Regions from separate parts of the Mus musculus genome. Here region 1 is linked to region 2. The links are chromatin contacts, called in public HiChIP or PLAC-seq maps. All regions are on one chromosome and are shown on one strand. The core of a region is the stretch at or near the end of the contact, and the rest is flanking DNA. Distances in the headings are between cores, read along the strand shown. Region 1 overlaps Cspp1 (centrosome and spindle pole associated protein 1). Region 2 holds the start of Mybl1 (myeloblastosis oncogene-like 1).

Region 1 (2,883 bases), core at 155-2,654, 390 kb before region 2:
CCCAGCATTTTTACTGACTGAGCTATCTCCCCGACCCAAAGGGTATATTTTTTATATGTAAAACCTACTGCTTTTTCACAGAAAGTTAAACCACAATGTGGCTACTTGAGAATCCATATGGCCCTGATATATTTAAGAGTTCATAAATTTAAAATGTATAAAACCTTGTCCTTCCACATTTCCTCACTGAGGAGCAAATGTGCTTCTACCAGCACAGGATTTACTCTTCACTAATAGAAATGGCAAAGGCAAATAACTTTAGATAAACAAAGAAAAAGGGGAGACTCTAGGTTTTTTTACTCAAACATTAACATATTTTGCCTTAAAGAATCTGAGGGCTGAGGTAACACCAAAGTCTCTTCGGTAGGCAGCGGTTCCACACGTTATTGGTCAGTCAGTGAGTCTAACCTCACCATCATCAGTGCAGACGCCAGCAAAAACAACCTGAGTAACTGTTATGAAAACAATCTATTATCAGCAACTCCTAAATTGTATCTATACATAGAAAACTAATGTTTACATCAGCCCTCTAACTATGTCAAGTACTACCATCACCTTTTACAAATGAGAAAACTTTTTTGCATAAAGTCCAGTGAAGCCGACTACTCCAGCCTCTAACCCACAACAGAAAGCACTGTGGCTCTCTAATTCCAGTCTCTCAGCCTTTGGAGTAGGGAAGCCATTGAAGAAAATGAAGGAAGTACCTGAGAAAGGCTGTAAGAAAAGCCCCACAGTTTGTTAGTAACAAATAAAAGACCAAGTCCTGCTGAAAGATATCTCAGAAATGTATTAGAAGATTAAGAAAAACATCTACAAATGTAAAGATATTCCTATAATTAGTATATTAATAATTACAGGCCAGAAAATATTCGTGTTACAGGGTTTCTATTATATATAGATTAGCATAATGTGTTTTCCCTATAGAAATGACATGTTCAATATGAAATCCAGGGTTATAATCCCAACAGCCCAAGAGTAAGCCCAGAGAAAACTGTTAAGCCAGACAGACATGTACCAGATTAGTAAATTTTTTGGAATAAGCTGAAGAAACAATTCAATGATTGCCAAGTGGAAATAACTGAACAATGCATACCTTATACTAACATGTAGTTACTAATTCATTTTAAAAATAGTAAATGATAAAAACATTGAAGATTTCTCCTTTTTCTAACAGCAGAGAAGAAGTATCAATAACAATGAAGAAGAAAAAAACTCCTCAGCGAAGTTGCTCATGGCCCTGAGGCATCTCGGAAGCATCATCTGCAGCAGCACACCCTTGTAAGGTGGAGCACACGCGGCCTACCCTAATTCCCAAAGACAAACATTTAAACAAGCACCTGGGATGCGCCAGTTCACCAAGGGTGCTGCCGAGTCCACTGTGCAAGTCTTCATTGTGAGAAGGGGCGGAATGAACTGGTGGGACGGATGGGCTAGACGGGGCAGAGAAGGGAGGGGGAGGTGTCTGGAAAGCTACTCTGGGCCTCTCAGGTGGCATCTCTTCAAAGTGTCTTGGTGTCAAACTAAACTGCTTTAGTCTATCAGGCTACAATAAAGAAAAAGACAAAAAAAAAAAAAGAACCTGTTTGTTACATAGAATCATAAGTTTAAGGGTGACAAGGACCTCCAAGGACCCCAGCAGGCACTTAAGACAGTCACAGAACAGCAAAATTTTACAGCTAAAAAAGACCTTAAAGATCTGCTTCTTATTTTATAAGCAGGAAACTGAGACTGCCGAGAAGCAGGTAAGTCACCTGCAGGCTCATGATCAGTACATGGATAAAGAACAAGTCCAGGCAGCTGTGAACTCCCGCGCAGGTCTCTCTCTTAGACAGCAGCAGCAGCAGCAGCACATCTCTCCTCAGTTGCTACTTGGGAGACCCACTAGGGAAGGCTTTGCAGGCCTCAGTCTCCCTACAACAATCATGTGAGCACTGAAGGAAGCTGTGCCACAATAAGAACGAATTTACAAAAAAGCCACAACAGGGTAGGCCAGAGCTGCTCACTAATCTTTACTCAAGAATATCATTTTATGGAATTTTTAAATCTTAAATAATCTTTAACTACTCCCTCTAATACAGATTTATTCAATTTGACACTCTTTAGGTGATTCAATTCCAGAATAAATAAGTTCTACTACAGACTATAAAATAATTTATAAATTTATTAATCTACAGTTTTAAATTTTATAATTATCATATAAAGTTATTATAACATATATTTAATTATAGGAATATAATTTACATATTTGTATGATTCTTTTATAAATTTATAAAATAATATGGTTGTATAAACTTGTTAACATAGATCATTATATAATTACTAAAACTATAATTCATAATTTAATAAATTTATTAAATGATATTTAAGTATTCCCTCTAATGCATATTTATTCAACTTGACACTCTTTAGGTGATTCAATTCCAGAATAAATAAGATCTACGATATACTGTAAAATTTAACATGCCAATGTATTATACTAAAAAGCTCAAGTTTCGAAAAGCTAATTTTTTATTGCAATGGCTACTTTAAAGGTATTTAATGAGAAACAAAAAAGAATTACCTTTGGACCCTTTTTTCCCCCTGCAGGCCATACTTTCGGGAAGGGTGTTTCCTCCCTGTTACTGGGAACCAGGGATTAAGTGTAAGGCCTCACCCTGCTAAGCAGCAGCTCCCCACTGAGCTACTGATCCTTTACATTCCCTTGGTTTGCTGTTTACTTTACTTTGTGAGCCTTATTAAGATGCCAGACTCACTGTAAACTTACTCTGTAGCCCACAGAGGCCTCAGCTCCTCAAGCAGCTATAAAAAGAATATGATCCATCCTGGGTCAGGATTGACTTGTAAGGTTAAAATGTGTATGACAGGAATAGTCAGAAACACAAA
Region 2 (2,862 bases), core at 74-2,573:
TACTATGGAACTCAGAAAATAATTTAAAAGTGCTTTTCCTTCCCAAAATATATCTTGAGAAAAAGGAAGTTATTTTTTTTTTAAAAGCGAGTGTGTATCTACCTGGTTGTTTTGAATTGCAAGCTCATCTTGATTTGTATTTGCACCTGTATCTCTGATTTGCAAAAGACGATGCGTACAGTTTCAAAATAGCAAAAAATGTCAGTTTGTAACAACATTGATCTGTGGTTCATCACTCTATGCAGTAGAGCATGGTGTCTTGCAAATTTGGGCTCTTCGCCGTGTCTAATCGCTACTGTAGTTAATAATCTCCTTGTATGCTTCTTTAACCGTGTAACTGTTGAGAAGTTGCAACTGTAAGAGGCCCCTTCCCCTATGCAAGATTTCAGTTACTCCAGCTTTCAGGCGCACCTCCGGGACTCTGGGTTCCCCGCGAAGAGCATCCCGCCCCCTTTGTAGACGGAGTACGAGGTTGAGCTTCTGGAGCACTATCAACCTTTTCCCGTTCCACGCAAGCCTCGAGATAACAACTCCCCACTTATCACACTTTTATTCATCTCTGGGGAAAACAAAAGACACAACAACAGGGTCTTGGCCAGTTTCCTTGTCCTTTCGGCGCAGAACTAACTCACACATGCTTAAGAAAATAACGGCCGCGCAAGTTTCCTGGCTAGAAGGTTAAGTAGATGACCGCGCCCTTAAGTGGCGAGACTCACAGCGCGAACTAGCGCCCGCGAGGTCCTCCCCTGCCCAGGACCCCGACTGTCCCCGCCCCAGAGGCACGCTCCGCACCCCTCCGGAGGTGGCGGCGGCTGGATCGGCCCCGGCGCCTCTTCCGGCACACACCCGGGGCGCAGAAACTCGCCTTCCCAGCAATCTCCGCGCCCCACTGGGTGGCTCACCCCGCGTTCCGTGTCCTGTCACCTCGGCCCGTGAACCGGCCTCGCGCCTCCCCCATCCCGCCCCGCCCCTCCCCCGGCTCCACGGCGCTCCGGGACTCCCGCGAGTTCCAATCCTGGCTTCTAGCCCCGCCGGCCCCGCCCTCTGCCGCGCGCGCCCTCGCCGCCCCGCCCCCGCCCCCCTGCGCGCGGCCGCCCCAGCCAATGAGGTTCGGGGCCGCGTGCGCAGATTCAAACGGCGGCTCTTGAGGGAGGCTGGGCGCGAGATTCGGCGGTGCGGACAAAACCCTGCAGGAGGCTGCGAGTGCTGCAGTGCTGCTCGCTGCGGGGAGAGGGCGGGGGTCGGCGCCCGTGACGGAGCGGCGCAGGGCCGGCAGCTCTGAGGCGGAGGCGGCGGCGGCGGGCGGGGCGGCGGCGGGCGGGAGCACGCCTCCTGACATGTCCAGGGCATCCCTGGCCGGGCCCGGCCGCGGCTAGGAGCAGTGGGTCTTGGTCCGCCCCTCTGTCCCTCAGTCCCGCCTGGCCCTGACCTGACCGGGCCTGCTTTCCGCTCTCGGTCACCTGAGGGAAGGAGTTGGGGAAGCGGCGGGTGGGTCTCGGAGAGGGAGCATTGGCCCCAGGCTGGAGGAGGCTGACCCCGCGTCCCCGCCCAGCCCGCGCCTATGCGGTACTTGAAGGATGGCGAAGAGGTCGCGCAGGTGGGTGCCATCCCCTCGGACCCGGCCTAGCGGCCCTGTCTCGACTCTTGCTCTCTGTCCTTTCCTGCTGGTCCCCACTTAGGCCCTCTCGAGCCTGGGGGGCATAGGTTTTCCTGTTCGGTGGGTGTCCCACACCCGCTTCGGCCGCGCTGGCCTGAGAGCATCTATCATTATTAGACTCCATCATTATTAGACGACTGTGTGTAGGACTCTCTCTAACAAATGCTCAGGTTGCTGCATTGACGGATTCTCCCACAGCTCACGCCCAGACTTCTAACTTCTCACAGCCACTTTCAGGGAGGTTTCTTGCCAGGTAAGTTTGCCCACTGTCAGGGGATACGCCACGCCAGGGGAAGCGGTTGTGTTTGCCTGGATGACTTGAAATGGGGTTCTCTCCTCTGACTTAATCGTGCCAAATCAAAACAGATCTCCTTGACAAACCTGGGCGGGCACGGTTCTGGGAAATCTTGAGAAGGGAATTCGCTAAATCTCCCTTGTGCGCACTGCTCTTCTGAGCTTTTCTTTTTCTTAGTATCTTCTGAGGACATTGTTACGTTGTTACTATCGAGTAAACTTGATCCTAAACCAATGTGTCTTAGTTACTTTGTATCTCAAGTATTCATGTTTGATTCTGATTGTATCGGCATTGTAACAAGTAGGACACAATGTTGTTGTTGTAGAAAGATGTGCTAGGATGTCTTTATGCACCTAACTTTTATTTTATGCTATTGTAATAGCTACTCCTAAATTGTGTGGCATAATCAGATGACAAAAAAATCTAGTGTCTCGATTTTCAGTATTAAGGAAACCTGAAAAGTATTTCTCAGAATTTCCATTTATCTAGATACACAGCTTCAAAATCTAAGAGTCATATTCCCTGAGCTGAAATTTAGTACTGAGAGTCATTCATTGCAGAGTTTGATTTAAAATAACTACGCATAAAATACTTGGCTTTATTCATATATTCTTCTATATGTAGGTTGGTTCTGCAGATATCAACATAAATTTAATTATGACATAATTACTTTATATAAAGTGGCTGCAGAATAGATTGAACATTGAAGTGGAACAAGTGTGCATATACGCATACACCCACAGGCACACTACCTTGGTCTTTTATCATTTTGGATGAGGTAGTTGTAGGGGTTTTTAGCAGCACCTTTACCTTTACTCAGTAGAAGACAGTAGCCCTTTTTCCTACAGTCAGGACAACCAAAACTGTTTACAGATGGTGCCACATATCTCTGGGGGGATGGAATCTGGAC

The links. HiChIP or PLAC-seq counts read pairs in DNA pulled down with a chosen protein or histone mark.
Region 1: an H3K4me3 HiChIP or PLAC-seq map of embryonic stem cells shows a contact between it and region 2, with 2.8 times the contacts expected there. The contact joins the enhancer-like site here to the promoter of Mybl1 in region 2. A contact is called at or near these places in 2 of 39 promoter capture datasets (neutrophils and second pharyngeal arch cranial neural crest), 1 of 484 Hi-C or Micro-C datasets (the N1E-115 cell line), 3 of 115 datasets of contacts at active chromatin or transcription factors (embryonic stem cells, large pre-B cells and stem cell-derived neural progenitor cells) and 2 of 9 other capture datasets (adipose tissue and liver).

Annotation. Positions count from the first base shown.
Region 1 is chr1:10,084,407-10,087,289 of GRCm38.p6, reverse strand. It overlaps Cspp1 (centrosome and spindle pole associated protein 1), which reads right to left. Exons shown (of 30, transcript NM_026493.3): 12 at 1,338-1,543. Among named protein-coding and RNA genes, the nearest start is that of Cspp1, 48 kb to the right of the region's middle. Within about 2 kb of position 1,404, at least 14 of the 459 cell types and tissues checked have an H3K27ac peak or open chromatin away from gene starts, as enhancers often do. A contact at or near this core is called in embryonic stem cells, where this site is marked.
Region 2 is chr1:9,698,670-9,701,531 of GRCm38.p6, reverse strand. Mybl1 (myeloblastosis oncogene-like 1) reads left to right here and starts at 1,323. Exons shown (of 15, transcript NM_001290397.1): 1 at 1,323-1,597. The coding sequence starts at 1,578.